Regions from separate parts of the Sus scrofa genome. Here region 2 is linked to region 1. Evidence: chromatin contacts called from public HiChIP or PLAC-seq data. All regions are on one chromosome and are shown on one strand. Each heading gives the region's core, a stretch centred on a gene start, on an enhancer-like site or on the middle of the called end of the contact. The rest is flanking DNA. Distances are from core to core; before and after follow the strand shown.

What was found. HiChIP or PLAC-seq counts read pairs in DNA pulled down with a chosen protein or histone mark.
Region 2: an H3K27ac HiChIP or PLAC-seq map of alveolar macrophages shows a contact between it and region 1. The contact joins the enhancer-like site here to the promoter of PHF12 in region 1. A contact is called at or near these places in 3 of 5 promoter capture datasets (fetal liver, liver and skeletal muscle), 18 of 47 Hi-C or Micro-C datasets (brain, embryonic fibroblasts, epiblast stem cells and 11 more) and 2 of 2 datasets of contacts at active chromatin or transcription factors (alveolar macrophages and skeletal muscle).

What each region holds. Positions count from the first base shown.
Region 1 is chr12:45,171,268-45,178,947 of Sscrofa11.1, reverse strand. PHF12 (PHD finger protein 12) reads left to right here and starts at 4,193. Exons shown (of 16, transcript XM_005656997.3): 1 at 4,193-4,295; 2 at 4,447-4,866; 3 at 5,514-5,695. The coding sequence starts at 4,801. SEZ6 (seizure protein 6 homolog) reads left to right here. Exons shown (of 19, transcript XM_021067505.1): 19 at 1-656.
Region 2 is chr12:45,385,509-45,393,188 of Sscrofa11.1, reverse strand. LOC106507969 (a long non-coding RNA gene) reads left to right here. Exons shown (of 4, transcript XR_002337281.1): 3 at 1,508-1,578; 4 at 2,677-5,143. Among named protein-coding and RNA genes, the nearest start is that of TIAF1, 50 kb to the right of the region's middle. Within about 2 kb of position 4,483, at least 14 of the 83 cell types and tissues checked have an H3K27ac peak or open chromatin away from gene starts, as enhancers often do. A contact at or near this core is called in alveolar macrophages, fetal skeletal muscle and skeletal muscle, where this site is marked.

The sequences.
Region 1 (7,680 bases), core at 2,944-5,443:
TGGAAATTGTGCCAGGGTGCTCCTCACAGGGCCATCACCAGTGACCCAAACTGTTCTTAACAGTGACTTCTGGGTAGTCCTGGCATGCTGACATCAGCCCCTTGAGGAGGGCTTTAGTCTTTCTCTAAGTCCCCAGTAATGGACAGTTCTGCCCTCTGTCCCTTCCTGGTGGAAACGATAATTCTAAGTGATCCTAAGGGGTTTAGGGACGTTACCTGAGCTCAGGTTGGGCTTCCCTAGGCCTCATCATTCATGCTCCACACCAAAGCAGGATACCCCACTGCTTCCCTGGCAGCCCTACACCCTGAAGAGAGGGAGACCTTCTCCTGATGTCAGTGGGGTTGTTAAAAACACCCTCTTTCCCACCGGCTGCTCCTCCAACCCCAGCCACTTGTCAGGCTTTCCTCCTGGCCACTGTATTTTGGGATAAGGGGAGTGGGTGGGCATATTCTGGAGAGGAGCAGAAGTTCAAGGGCCCAGAAGTTTGACATGGAACAGGGGATCAGAGAGTCCCAGGGAGAGGCCCAGGAGCTGGCTGCAGGCCACTTTGTACATGGAATGTATTATATGGGGTCTGGGCTCCAGCCAGAGAACAATCTTCTATTTCTGTTGTTTCCTTATTAAAATGGTGTTTTTGAAAAAAAAAAAAAAAAAAAGCAATGGCCTGGTAGATGATGCTTTCTTGGAGGGAAAGGCAGTGGAAGATAAATAGGATGTGGATTTTAGAACCAGAAGGCATGCTGGACCTACCAACTGATTATCACTAGATTTTATCAAAAAAAGTTACACACCAATGCTTCAGAGACTACTCTCCCAAAAAGGTCAGTGCAATGGATGGCATGCGAAATGAGAGGCCTCCACGGCTGGTGCCACAGGGGTGTGGGAACCTAGGACCACAATGCTCATCCATCCAAATGCTTCATTTCCTCCTCTTTTCTAGGTCTAGAACTACAGACTGGCACACATCCCCCAGGCCCTCCTCAAAGCCACTGTATTGCTAAAAAAGCCCAGGAAGGAGTTCCCGTCGTGGCGCAGTGGTTAACGAATCCGACTAGGAACCATGAGGTTGCGGGTTCGGTCCCTGCCCTTGCTCAGTGGGTTAACGATCTGGCGTTGCTGTGAGCTGTGGTGTAGGTTGCAGACGTGGCTCGGATCCCGCGTTGCTGTGGCTCTGGCATAGGCCGGTGGCTACAGCTCCGATTGGACCCCTAGCCTGGGAACTTCCATATGCCGTGGGAGCGGCCCAAGAAATAGCTAAAAAGACAAAAAAAAAAAAAAAAAAAAGCCCAGGAAGCTGATGCCTCTCTCCTTTTACTTCCTTCCCAGCTAACAAGGCTTAGGAAATTGGAAGAGAAATCAGAGACTGAACCTCTGAATATGAGGCCCTAGTTCGTCTTGGCCGCAGGGAACATCCAGGATGTTAGGCACAGAAGCAATGCACTGTAAGGGCTTGGCTCCTATTTTAGTAAAAGGAGTATCCATGGGCTCCAGAAAGACGTGGAGGTGGCTGAAGAGGATCTACCTAATTTTGCCATGTTTGGTCCTTCTCAGCCTCTATGCCTCTTCCTTATGGCCCCCAGCACCTTTTTAGATGTGTTTACCCAGTCTTGGTCCCCAGCACATCCATGCTAAGAGGTGTGCTCTGCATGGTTGCTCTTCAGAATAAGAGCAAGAGGCAGGCAACAAGGAGTTATGGACACTAAGAAGCCAGAAGACAAAAACCCTGAAGGAAATAGTATCAGCTACCAGGACTTCTACAGTCTTCCAACAGGGAAGTTTTGACCACTCATGGCTTGACCACTCATGGCCGCCCACCTCCTGGTTCTACCACAAGCCATCTTGAAGAGGTGAGGCTCCAGTCCATCAGAATGCAGTGCCTAAATTAGCCACAAGAGGTCACTTCCTAAGGCATCTGTATCCCATCTGCTTGTTCTCCCTTTATCCTCCTTGAATAGCCAGGGCTGGAGCTCTCCAAGGTGGCACAACTACTGGCCCCAATGGGACCTTACCCTCCAAGTTCTAAGAGGAAGGTGTGTGATGTGATTAGTTTCTCTGGCACTTGTCAACAGATCAAGTGTTACTTTCCTCATTAGCCCACTAATGCCTATTTCTGTTCTTAACTGCAATGATGGTATTGATCAAAGCAAGGCCTTGCTCATTGGGCATGTGCCACTGGCTTACTTATCTGCCCCACAATACCTTCAGGCTGACACAGCAGCACAGCTGGGCCCTGAGCAATAGGAAGGAAGCCAGGGCGGTGAGGGCACATGATGTATCCATTTGTGAGGGTGTGAAATACAGCCTCAGAAGGGATGAGGTTCAGCCACTTTCATACTTCTAGCTCTCCCCTCCTCTCTCTCTGAGGGCCACATCTCTGGCCCACAATCATTGAGTCTTGTTTGGGAGCTCTCATTGTGGCTCAGTGGTAACGAACCCGACTAGCATCCATGAGGATGCAAGTTTGATCCCTGGCCCTGCTCACTGGGTTAAGGATCCAGTCTTGCTGGGAGCTGCAGTGTAGGATTCAGATCCCACATTGCTGTAGCTGTGGTGTAGGCCAGTGGCAACAGCTCCAATTTTACCCCTAGACTGGGAACTTCCACATGCTGGGAGTGCCGCCCTAAAAGACAAAAAAATTCTTGTTTGCTGAGGCTGGTAGAGGACAGAAAGGGCCGATCTACATATCCTTTGATCAATAAGGCCCAGGACCTTAGTGTTCTTTCCAGGCACCAACAGGATCATTAGGAAAGTCAGAGAAACAGAAACCTAAGACCACATATGGACATCCTTACCCTATCCACTTTATCATCCCAAAAGAAGCAGCATCTCCTCACAGGCAGATAGATAGTGTCCTAACTTGGGAATCAAATCTTTTTCATTCCTAGGTCTGCCATAAATGCATTATGTGAAATATGCAAATCACTACTCTTCTCTGTGCCTCTGGAAATGAGGGGATTAATACAGATGCTCTTTAAACCCTTTCCAGTTTTAGGTTTCTGAGAATGCTAAGGATACCTTAACATCAAAAGTGAACCAGGCTACCTGCCCAGGATATCTGGTAAAAACGCCAACTAAATGCCTAGTGTCAGGCACAATGATGCCACTCCCTTCTCCTTCGCTCCATCAACAGTCAGGCAGAGACAACAGGCCATCTCCGAAGATGAGACCAAGGGGAGGGCGATCACAGAGGAGGGAGCTGAAGTCCTGCCCAGAATTTCAGTGAGGCCTTCAGACTACAAATCCCAGCATACCACACTGAAGCTATAAAAAGTATCTCTTCCGGGCAGGCAAATCACTCTTCCCCCAGTTCATCCTACTGCACACTGCATCGCACGCACATGGAACTACGGCTCCCACAATCCACCAGACCCATCGCGATTCTTGCTTCCAGGGTGCAATGCGCTCCCGTTCGCCCTTTGGCCCCTTTGCGCGTTGCAAACTGGGAATTGAAGTCCACAGTAGGCAGGTAGCTGGGCGTTGTCAGCATTACAAACTTCGCTTTTGGCTTCCTTTCGGAGAGTGGTTCTCAGAGATAGTGGTCAAGTCGTAACGGAGAGCTCTCCATGGTGCCATCACTAGCAAAGGCAAGCATGCTCAAGCTAAAATTTACTGTCGGGATCGGGAGGGAATTGGGAACAGTAGCCATCCAACCCGACACCGAAAACATCGTTTTCCGTTGCAATGGCTTTTCTTTTATCTTTACCAATATGGCGCCTGGTCCAGCCACACCTGACGCTGGAACCTGACAGTCCAGTACGACATCCTTAGGAGTACGGCCTATCAGTCCAGCCAGCACTACACTTTGCTCCTTTCTGTTCATGCCTAAGGACTCCAAGGACACGATAGCCTATATATCATTACCAAAATGGCGAAAGTATAAGCACTCTTGTGAGGGCCTACAGGTAACAACACGCCTGCGCGGGAGCCGGCTGCGTTGTTGTGGGGCGAGAGGGGAGCATCCTTAACACGCCTGCGCGGGAACCGGGTGCTCTTGGGCTATTCACAAACTCCAATGGATGAAGGGTCCTCCTGTTCCTGCGGCTGCGCTATGACCCTTACCAGCTCGCCCAGGCGCCTGCGCGAGACCTCAGGTCCCGCCCTTTTACCTCAGTACGCTGGCGCAGGGCAGAAAGGCGGGGCTTCGGTGCTCCAGACGAATGCCAGCGCGGCTGCGCGCTGGGGGGTACCCCCTCACTGCGGCTGCGCGGGAGCCCGGCCGCCGGCTGTCACTGCGGTTGCGCGCGGCGAGCGGCGATCCCGGGGCGCCTGCGCGGGTGGCTTTGCGGGCGCTCGCGGTAAGTTTGCGCCAAGTGCGCGGCAGCCGGGACGCAGACGGCGGCAGCGGCGAGAGGCGGAGCCCGGGGACCACCCCCCATCACCCTCCCCGCAGTCACCTCACGTACCACAACCTCACCTAACCTCTCACCCCCCCTCCGATCCCCCCAGCCCCGGGATGGCAGCGCCCGCCAGCCTTCCCGGCCGGACCAGCGGTCGCCAGCGCCGGCTTTAGCCTGTGGGACTAGGCCCCGCCGAGGCCTGACCCCCGGAGCCGGGACCCACCGTGCAGCCAGCCGCCGGGCCGGGGCTGAGGGGCCGCTCCCCCTCACGGCCCGTGGGAGGACGCTGTCGTCCCGGGGACTGGGGGCCGGGGGGTGGGGGGAGCCAGGGCGAAGAAGTCGGGACCCGTGTTGGTAAAAAAGAAGGGGGGCCGGGGTCAGGAGCGCCCCCTCCCCCCGCTACCCCCTCCCCCCGGGGTTGGGGGGGCCGGAGCAGAGAGCGCCCAGCCCGGGAGGTGGATGAATGTGGGAGAAAATGGAGACCAAGACGATCGTGTACGACTTGGACACGTCGGGGGGGCTGATGGAGGTAAGAGTGGCCCTCCTCATTTCTTTTCCCTAGCGCCAGTAGAGAACCTCCGCCCTCCGCCCCACAAAGCCGGTCCTGAGCTCGCAGCGCAAGAGGGCCGGGGAAGGGGGGGGGCTCTTCTCACCCAGACGCTCCCTCCCATCTTTGCAACTCGGGGGGCTGAGCTCAGCCGCCGAGGACGTTTGCAGCAGTTTCACCTACCCGCCGCCCTCGATTCGCTCTCCCGAAGCGCCAACCCACTCCATCGCGTTGCACCGGCGGGCCTCCCCACCCCCTTCTTGTCGGCCCCTTTGTGCTTCCCCCAGCACGTCCGGGTACCGAGCTTCAGGCCTCTCCCGAGCCTCGCTTTGGAGTCCCCCACTGTCCATACAAGGAAGTGGCGAGAAGGGAACCGCACACCCTCTCCCCATCCCCCCTACCCTGATCCTCCCCATTTGGAAGAAGCCGTTCTCGTTGTTGTGCTGCAGGAACGCGGTTAGGGTGGGCTCCCCTGTTCCGGGGGCTGAGAGGTTCTGGGAGCAGCCTGGATGGGAGGAAGAAGGACAAAAGGGGGGAGAAGGGTGGGTGACAGAGAAGCTGCGCCGGGGGGGCGACGGACCGCCCGGGAGCTCCGAGTGTGCACACACGCCATTTGTATGTGTGTGCAGCAAATCCAGGCTCTGCTGGCTCCCCCCAAGGCGGACGAGGCAGAAAAGCGGAGTCGGAAGCCAGAGAAGGAGCCCCGGAGAAGCGGCAGGGCCACCAACCACGACAGCTGCGATAGCTGCAAAGAAGGGGGGGATCTCCTGTGCTGTGATCACTGCCCGGCCGCCTTCCACCTCCAGTGCTGGTAAGGTCTGGGGACCCCTCTGTAGCCCCTTGAAGGACCCTTCTCGGCACATTCCTTCACCCGGCCTACCCCAGCCTGCCGAAATAACGGGCGTTTGCAGCCGCTAGCTGACTTTCTGCAGCCGCTGGGGCGAGCGCCTCCCCGCCCCCAGGTGCTGCCCGGATCCGGCCGTTCGAGGGGGAGGAGCAGCGGTGGGTCCGGACCCCGAGGTGGGGGTTGGGAGGAGTGAGGAGAGCCCCATCTGGGATTGGAAGTCGCTGGGGAGCCGGGACCGAGCCGGCAGGGCTCGGCCGGCGGTGGCGGGGGAGGAAGGGGAGGAGCTCCGGGCCCTGCGCCGCTCTCCTGCCCGCGCGCCCGCCGCCCTCGGGCTGCTGCCGGGCTGGGCTGTCCTCGGGGTGGGTGCGCAGGAGCCCTTGGCCGCCCTGGTCCAGGCCCGCCGGACCCGGCGCCCGGGCGCTCTGGGCCGTGGAAGAAATCATGGAGGGTGTCTCTCGAGTCCGCCTCTTCTGTGCCTCTCTGTTTACAATATGGCGACCTGCCTTTAAATTATATTTTTATTCTCAGCGCCATTTTGGCTGCATATATGATTTTCAAACGTCTCCCGGGGAACGGTGGTGGTAGCCTCGGAGTCCTTTCTGCAGAAGCTTCTCCGGGGCCGGGGCTGAGATCTTGCCGCTTTGGTCCCCTTTCTCTGCCGCCGCTTGCCCCCTGTTGCCTCTCGGAGCTGCCTCCCTCTTCCCTCCCCTCCCCGCGCTGCCGCCTCTTAGGAAATCGGGCCGGGTTAGACAATTAAAATTGCCCTTGGGCGCGGATTTCACTTCTCCGCTCCGGATCGGCGAACCCTTCGCTGCAAAATTCTCTGCTGCCGGGGCAGGATTATGTGCGGTGGCTCCGCGAGAGCGTTTTAAGGAGCGGAGAGCTGGAAAGCTGTGCGCTTCCCACCCCCTCCCGACTGAAAGCGAGGGGAGGGGAGAGACTGAAGAGGGAGGGAAGGACTAGGGTTGGTCGCCCGTTGCTTGATCCTCCTCTGCAGTTCAGCCCAGAACAATCCGGCCAAGCAGAGTTTACACTCCAGCTTCTGCCTGGAGAAATCTCCACCGCCCTCCACAAAAAAATAATCCCACCTTTGCGCCGGTACCCCGATTGCATCTTGTTCTAATGAGTCTTGTTCTGTTGTTCAGCAGCAGTATACTAAAGCAGACCTTGGTGAGAGGAGATGGCTGGAGAGAGAGCGGGAAGGAGAGGGGCTGTTGTATTTGTTCCCACCCGTTTTTGCGTTGCCTTTTTTAGCTCTCTGGGTTTGTTGTTGTTGTTGTTGTTGTTTTAAAAAAGAGGTTTTCCATAAGCACTCTGCACAGTTCCACTTACATTCTCTCTCTCGGTTGGTGGAATAGTGCCTGCTTTATATTTGTACTAATTGCTGGTTTTGGAACACTTATTAGACAGATAAGTGATACTGGGCAAATTAAGTCTGTGGTCAGAAGTTATGTATGAAACTCTCATTACCATTCACAGGGTTCTTTTGCCCAGGAGGGCACCCCATCTTGGCTTGCAGTGTTGCAGGGACAAAAACGATTATCCGGAAGGAAGCTTTGGCTTAAAATTTTTGTTATGAAGTGACTAATACTAGCAGGAAGGGTCTGTGGTTTTTAGCCTTTGCAGCCTAATAGGTGTAATCCACCTGGAAAGAAAAAATCTGTCAAGTTTCCTGTGTTGTTCTTGAGCACAGAAGAGATTTGTATTCGAACGGGTTGTATTTGCGTACCCAGTTAGTCCCTGTTGTTTACATTTTTTATTGTGCTCATTTGATAGATACTAAGACTGAATAGTAGACTTCTTGGTTTAAAATTTGAGTTAAACAGTTCCTGGTGATGTAGTGGGTTAAGGATCGGGTGTTGTCACTGCTATGGTTCAGGTCACTGCTGTGGCCTAGGTTCAGTCCCTGGTCCCAGAACCTCTGAATGCTGTGGGCGTGGCCAAAAAAA
Region 2 (7,680 bases), core at 3,234-5,733, 210 kb before region 1:
AGTGGGGATTAGATGATGAGACAGTGTGAAGCGCCTACCACTGTGTGTGGGTCCCAGTGAATATTTGATGAGGATTGGTTTCTCGTCCCTTCCCCAAAGAGAAGAGGCCAGAAGTGCCAGAGGGAGGAGGTGGTCAGCGCCTCAGAGAGTGGCGGGGTCATGGTCCATTTGCAAGTCCAGAGACTTGATTTGAGTACATTGAGTAAGAGTAAGCCCCACACTGTCCATCCATGCTTTGGTTGGGCCAGACCTCCTGAACCGACACCAACACAGATCTTAACCAGGGTGGGCTACTAAGGGTGACTCACCTCTCTGACCCTGCCTAACACGGCAGAAAAGGTGGGCTTCCGGGGAGCAGCAAGGCTGGCAGTCAGAGCCCCTTGGGTTCAAATCCTAGTCCATCACTTACCAACTTTGTGACCTAGCTTCTTTCTGAGTCTTTTTCCTCATTGGTAAAATGGGAAGAAGAATTCCCATGTCATGAGGCTGTTGTAAGGTTTATATTCAAAAATATACGTTAGGAGTTCCTGTCATGGCACAGCGGTAATGAACCTGACTGGTATCCGTGAGGACACCATGGATCCGTGAAGTTTGATCCCTGGCCATGCTCAGTGAGTTAAAAGGATCTGGCGTTGCTGTGAGCTGTGGTATAGGTCACAGACATGGTTCAGATCTGCTGTTGTTGTGGCTCCAATTCAACCCCTAGTGTGGGAACTTCCATATGCCGTGGGTGTGGCCCTAAAAAAGACTACACATGTACATATATTTTTTGTAGGATTTTTATTTTTTTTTCTATTATCATTGATTTACAATGTTCTGTCAATTCCTGCTGTACAGCAAAGTGACTCAGTCACACACGCACACAGAAATGCATTCTTTTTCTTACATTACCTTCCATCATGTTCCATCGCAAGTGACTAGATATATAGTTCCCTGTGCTATACAGCAGGATCTCATTGCTTATCCACTCCAAAGGCAATAGTTTCTATCTATTCATGCCACACTCCCAGTCTTTCCCACTCCCTCCCCCTCCCCCTTGGCAACCACAAGTCTGTTGTTCATGTCCGTGAGTTTGTTTCTTTTCTGTAGAGAGGTGTGTTTGTGCTGTATATTAGATCCCACATATAAGTGATATCATATGATATTTGTCTTTCTCTTTCTGACTGACTTCATTTAGTATGAGAGTCTCTAGTTCCATCCATGTTGCTACAAATGGAATTATTTTGTTCTTTTTTATGGCTGATTCGTATTCCATTGTGTATATATACCATGTCTTCTTAATCCATGCATCTGTTGATGGACATTTAGGTTGTTTCCATGCCTTGGCTATTGTGAATAGTCTTGCAATGAACATAGGGGTGCATGTATCTTTTTCAGTGTAAGTTTTGTCTGGGTATGTGCCCAGGAGTGGGATTGCTGAGTCATATGGTAGTTCTGTGTATAGTTTTCTGAGGTACCTGCATACTGTTTTCCATAGTGGTTGTACTTACACATAAATGTTCTACAGGGCCTCTCATTGCACGTGTTCCAGATTAATGCTGTTTTCGGAAATGTCTGAACTCTCCAAAGAAGAAACAGGTCAGGGAAGAGAAACTTTGGCTCCCAAGGCCCCTTGCTTCTCAGGCCCATAGTTCTCCGCTCTGAGGTGATTGGAGTGGAGGCATCATCTCCTTCTTTGGGGCTGCCTTCCTTACCTGTTCCGTCCTGGACAAAGATAGGTTATTCTTGAATCCTAAGCAAATCTTAGTTAAGGAAGCGAGGAAAAAGATCCAGGCAATTCTGCACAGAAGCTCCAGGGAAAAACCCACGTTTGTGTCCAGAGCGATGCTCACGAGGAACAGCTGATGTGGGTGCACAGGCCCCGGCGTGACTGGCCTGGTGTCCTCATAGCCTGGGGCCCGGGGGCTCCCCCCTGGACACTCAGGGAAGCTGGGGCAGGACATCAAAGAACAAATGGATTTTACAAGCAAACACACTTGAAGTCTAGCATGTGAACTGGATAATAGGCTAGAAAAGGCAACAGAGCAAATTAAAAATAATTCAGTGAAAACAAAGCATTCTCTGTTTTTTTCTGCTGTGAATTCATGATAAATAATAATAATTACAAACCGGTTCTTAAAGTCCACTGACTTGAACAGATTCTTGAGATGGAAGCCTCTCCCTGGGCTGAGGCAGATTCTGCTCATTGAATTCCAAGAGGACCAGCCCTAGGCTCAAACCGCACCCCCACCCAGGCAGGGCCACTGTGCAGTTATCTGGGCCGCTTGCCCTTGGCAGGTGGTGGTGAGTTGCAGGTAAGAGGCAGTTACTGGAGTCCTAGAGCAGCTTCCTTAATCCCCTGCCAGGTGTCAGGCCCACCGCTTTGGTTCACTGAATTAAGGGTTTGAGTGCTTCTCCCCACACAGACCCCTCGGGTGCCAGACCTGGAAAGGACTTTAGCCCTTATCTGGAGTGGCCCATCCCCTGATGCTGCAGAGGAAGGCCCAAGAGGTGAAGGGACTTACTCATGGCACACGGCTTCCAAGGACGGGAAGGTCTCTGTTCTGTACCCACCTTGCCTTCTCTTTCCCGCAGTATTTTATTCCTTACTCCTTCTCTGACCTTTTGAGCTCTGTCATCCCTCCCCTCCACTCCATCCCACCTCTCCCCCGTTGCCTACAGTGTTTGTCCCGGCAGGTCGTGGCCTTTAGGAGGACTCCGAGTCCCTGAGAGACCCGCCCCCCATTCCTTCTCTGATCCAGGGTGTTGGCTACTTTCGGCATCATGGCCTTTTCATCGAAGTTCGCCTTCTGGGAGCAAAAGGAAAGTTGTATTTCAGAATTTTTATGCCCTTCCTATGTGCTTGGCATGGTGTGTGCAGGCAGGAGACGGGCTTGTGTGCACACGAGCTTTGGAAGGCAGCGGCGGGTTGGGCATGTGTGCATTTGGGGGCTGGGGAGAGTGGCCGGGGTCCCTGAACAGACTCTTCTGCCTGGATGGGCTCCCGCGCTGAGTCACGCTCCTCCCCTGGGCTCCACCTCTGGTAAGCTGAGCTGCCTTTTGTCCCCCAGTGCCCCTCCACGTTAACCCCTCCACACCCTTTCCGCCCCACTGCTGCTCTGACTCACCCCTGGGAATGTGAGCTGCTATGAAGGGGCCACCGGGAATGGCTTTGGCTCTGAGGCCTTGGAACTGGGTCCCCCCCGCCAGCCTGAGTCTGGGGGGGCTGTGATGGGTAGGAGGAGAGAAGCCAAGAGTGGGGAGCCAGGCCAGTTGGCTGCCTGGGTCCGGAGGGTGATTCAGGCTGTAGACCTGGACGTGCCTCTGTCTTGTGAACAGTCCCCAGCTGGGCAGTGACCTACAGCAGAAAGAACCCTTCGGGCGGGGGAGGGCTCGGGGAGTCAGCCTCAGGCTAAATCCAGAGCTGAGCTCAGAGCTGGGCCTGGTGTCCCAGCCAATTCAGGGGGCAGCCAGTGCTTCCCCCAATGCCTCGCCACAGGGGTAAGACCCTTGGAGTCCCACGCTCAAGCCACTGGAAGGAGGACAGATTTGGAGCGGGTGGAGGACACGGAGTGGACTTGGAGTCTGGGCCATCCCTGCGCCTGAGCTAACAGCACCGCGTGCAGTAATGCGTGTGTCTGGGTGCTGCGTGAACACTTGCCCTCCCTCTAACCTGTGTGCCGGGGGCTGATGCACGGTGTGATGAGCGACGGGAGGGGTGGGCTTTTGTGGGGGCAGGAGGCTCAGACCTGGCCTCTCCCACTCCTTTTCCTTTCCTCTCTACCAGCCCCTCCCTGCCTTTTCTCTGCTCCAATCCCAGTTTCTAAAGTAGTGGAGTCCACTCTGATGAATAATGGCCATTTCCCCTCTGTTCATGCCAGTGTGAACTAACTTTGAAGCTTGAGCCCATTGAAAATAGCTCTCTGGGCTATTAGCTTTAGAACTGCAGTAGCCGTCATGCTGGTCCGTGCCCCAGGCACCACTAATTAGAGCTCAGACTTAGCCCGGACCCTGATTACAAATGGAGCGTCCCCCCAGGTGGATAATTAAAATGATTCTGGACGAGTTTCTAAGGGTCTTTTCCATTAGGAATCAAGGACTCCATCCTAGGCTCCTACCCACACTGGGCTGGGAAGGAGTCATGCCGAGGATGGGGCAGGGCTGGCAGCAGACCCGTCCTTTTCCTGTAGCCCAGGGTGACTGGGAAAGAGGAGAAATGAAATCCGTTGGTGCCGCCTCGGCTTTTGGAGGGAAAGATGCTGGGGAGGGTGTGCAGGGAGAAGGCTGTCCCAGACTTGAGGCCTGGCTCTCTGGGTCTGTTCTGAGCCAGGCTCTGAACTGAAAAACCCATCTGAGCAGCTGCATTGTCTGTCCTTTTTCCAGAGGCATTATGGTATCTGCCACTTGCCCCTGACCTTGCTCCCCGCCTCTGACCCGGGCCAGCCAGCTCCCGGGCTGGGCTCAGACCGCAGAGTCCAGGCATCTTTCCTTCCTCTACTCCCCGCCCCGAACTGTGGGCTTGCCTCCCTCAGCTGTGTGGTTGGTAGAGTTTTGTGGGTCTGAGGTTGGGAACATATCTGGCTTCCTGAATCCCTGCCTCTTCCCCACTTCCTGCCTCCAGCCAGAGCTCAGTAGCCTGGCCGGGCAGGCTCTGTGCGGAGGGAACCCATCTGGACCTAGACGCAAGCCTGAGCCAGCTTGTGGGGCCACGCATTCAGCCGACACTGAGCTCTGCTGGCCCAGCAGGCCCCCCACACTGGGTCATTCCCTCCTCAGTCCCTACGACAGGGGCTCTTGTTCAGCCCACTCCTAGCCTGATCGGGGAATGCTCTTGTAGTTTAGCCTGAGTTGAATTCGCTGGACGTTTCTGTCCACTCTGTAACCAAGGTCATGACGTTGAACCTCTTTAGACAGCCCAGTGGGCGACATGGCTTGTCACTGGGGGCAAAGGGTGCCAGGCTTTAGCCCCATACAGAGACTCTTCATCCTTGAAGTTGTCACTGGACAACTTTGACTCCAGGATAGCGATCCGTTGCCCACGTCCGTAGCCCCAGCCCTGAGCACTCAGGAGCTCTCTTCTCTGCCTGGATGTTTTTCTCTGTGCTTTTCATGCTGGGTCTCCCCAGCCTGACCTCAGACGTGCCAGTGACTTCTTTGTCTGCTCCCTCAGGTTAAAGAGGAGGACAAAGCCTGCCGAAGCCTGGCCCTCCTGCCAAGGAGGAAGGGGCTGTAAGTGCTTCTTCGACACTGTGTGCGTGTGTGTGCGTGTGTGTGTGTGTGTGTGTCTAGGTGGGTTGTATTCATGAGCCCAAGCATCTGCAGTTCCACAGAGCAGGCAGGCCCAGCAGGGCGCCCCATCCCATGGGGGGTGGCAAGAGGAATGCCATAGAGTGACAGAAAGGGCAGCGTGTGTGATGCCCACCCAGGTGTGTGAAGGAGATGGCAATGCCAAGGCGTGTAGGGGACCCTTCCCTAACCCCCCTGTTTAGTTCCTATGTGTAGCTCTGGTTTCCTGAACTCTTTGGAGCTGGAGAGGCTTGAGTGGCCGACTCTGAAGACAGGGAGCCCCAGACAAGAGCTCAGCTGTTGGGGCTCCTCGGCCTGCTCTCGGTGGCATAAGACAAGGGTAGGGAGGGATTTCACTGCAGCTGCTGCTGTCTCTTCTCAAGACCCCGTCAGCTGCTCGGTGCGGGTGACCTGGAGGCAGGCTCCAGCCACACAGTGCCACCAGCCCACACCGAGTCACTCCACCTTGGGACAGAGACCCTGAATTATGTCAGACACTTTTAGGGCAAGAGAGGGGAGAGAACTCCAGAATAGTCAGGCCCGGAGAGGTGTAGGTCGGGGGGGCTACTGTTGGCACAGGGGACAGGAGTGCCCAGGGTTCTGGAACAAAGCTAGATCACAAAACAGACCCAGGCTTCCTCACCCCAGATGGTGCCCATCCCCCTGCCTCCTTGGGGGGAGATTTCATTAGCCAGGGGTTGTGGATCTACATGCGTAAATAGTCCTGCAAGGCCAGGGTGGTTTCAGAGGGTTATGTTTGAGATTTGTGAGGGAGGGGCCTTGGAGCATGCCAGGTTTGGGGGGAAATTATGTGTGAATTGCTTATAAGACTGCCCGGCACACAGTAAGCTCCATGCAGGGCCGGCAGTGACGGTGATCCGCGTCAGGGTCGTGGGCATCATCGCCTCGGGTCGAGGGTGGGGCAGGGAAGCCAGAGAGGGCGGGGCGGGGAGTGGGACCCAGACACGCCACTGAACACTCGTGGCCCAGGAGGCTGAGGAAGAGGCCCCTTCAAGCCCTCCCCTCCCCAGCCCTGCAGCAGGGCCGTCCTGCAGCCGAGGCCTGGGCGGAGGTGTTGGGCTCCATTCTGCTCAGGACGTGGGGCAACCTCTCCACCTGGCAGCTGGAGAAGTCTGTCTAGTCTCTGAGCGTCTTCCTGCATTTCAGTAGAGATGGCAGCCAGCCCCTCATGCAGCTCAGTACCCAGGTACATCCTAGAACCAAGGTCACTGTTTAGGGGAACAAGGATTCAAGCACAGCTCTTTAGTGGCCCCCAGTTGACCTTGCTCCCCCAGATAGTGTGGCTGGCTTTGTAGGAAACTGTCCTGCCATTAGCCAGGCTGGCCTGCCTGGTGGCAGCCCCTGGGGACTACAGATATTTCCCACCAAGCAGTGTGCCAACCTCTCTAGTGGGCGCCTGGGTGCCCAGAGGCTGGCTGAACCAGGGCCCCAGCTCTAGGCAGAGTGGAGCTGTGGTCGCTCGAGAGCTTAACCCTTTGAGTGCTGCAGCAGCCACCTCTTCCTCCCGTTACTCCACATGCACACGCTGGGAGGAGCGAGGCCTCCAGCTTCGAGAGGTTTGCACAGGGAAACTGCAGGAAGACTGGCAGAAAGCAGGCTGAGATGGAAGCTTCCTGGACCAGCACTGGGTTTCTGCAGCTCTTGAGAGTGTGGGTGAGGGGCAGTCAGTGGTCAGGACCAAAGGAGTGGGGAGGGAGGGCTTGGCACGCCTGGGGGCCAAGGATTTCATCCCAACTATTGTTGGCATTGGGATGGGCAGGCTCTGGGTCTGACTGCTCAGAAAACCGGGTGGGAGAAGGACCAGGGACCCCAAAGGCGGGAAGGCCCAGAGTCAGGCCCGGGACTGACGGTAGGAATTGGAGTTGGACCTCTCCACGCTCCGTCTCTGCTGTGTTTGGGCTGTGAGGGAGTGGGCGTCCCTGGATCTGGGCTTGGTTGCTTTCCTGATATAAGTCAGGGACTCTGGGGCACCTCATGGGCCTCTGGGCACCCTGCGCTGGCCTCCCATAGCTCTGTGCTTCCGGGGAGGCCTCTTGGAGCTGTGTGTTGTTGGACGGATGGCTGGAAGGTCTGTTCCCCAGCTAGGTGTGGGGTCACACCTCTGACTTCCTCTGTGTGGGGCGGGGGCGGGAGGGACACGGGCTGATGCTAATGTCTCTCTGTATTTGTGTGACTGTAGCTAGAGGGCAGCTCAAAGGACAGCGGGGGCCCCCCTAGGAGTCCTCAGCCTCCCACCAGCCCTGTCCCCTCACAGACTCCCCAGAGAGCCAAGAGCCCTGCATCCGCACTCACCATGAACGGCCCGGGGGCTGCCTCAGCGGAGGGCCCGGGCGAGGAGGCCCAGGGCCTGTCCCGGAAGAGGGTGGCCAATGCCGTGAGGAAGGTGGTGAGCAA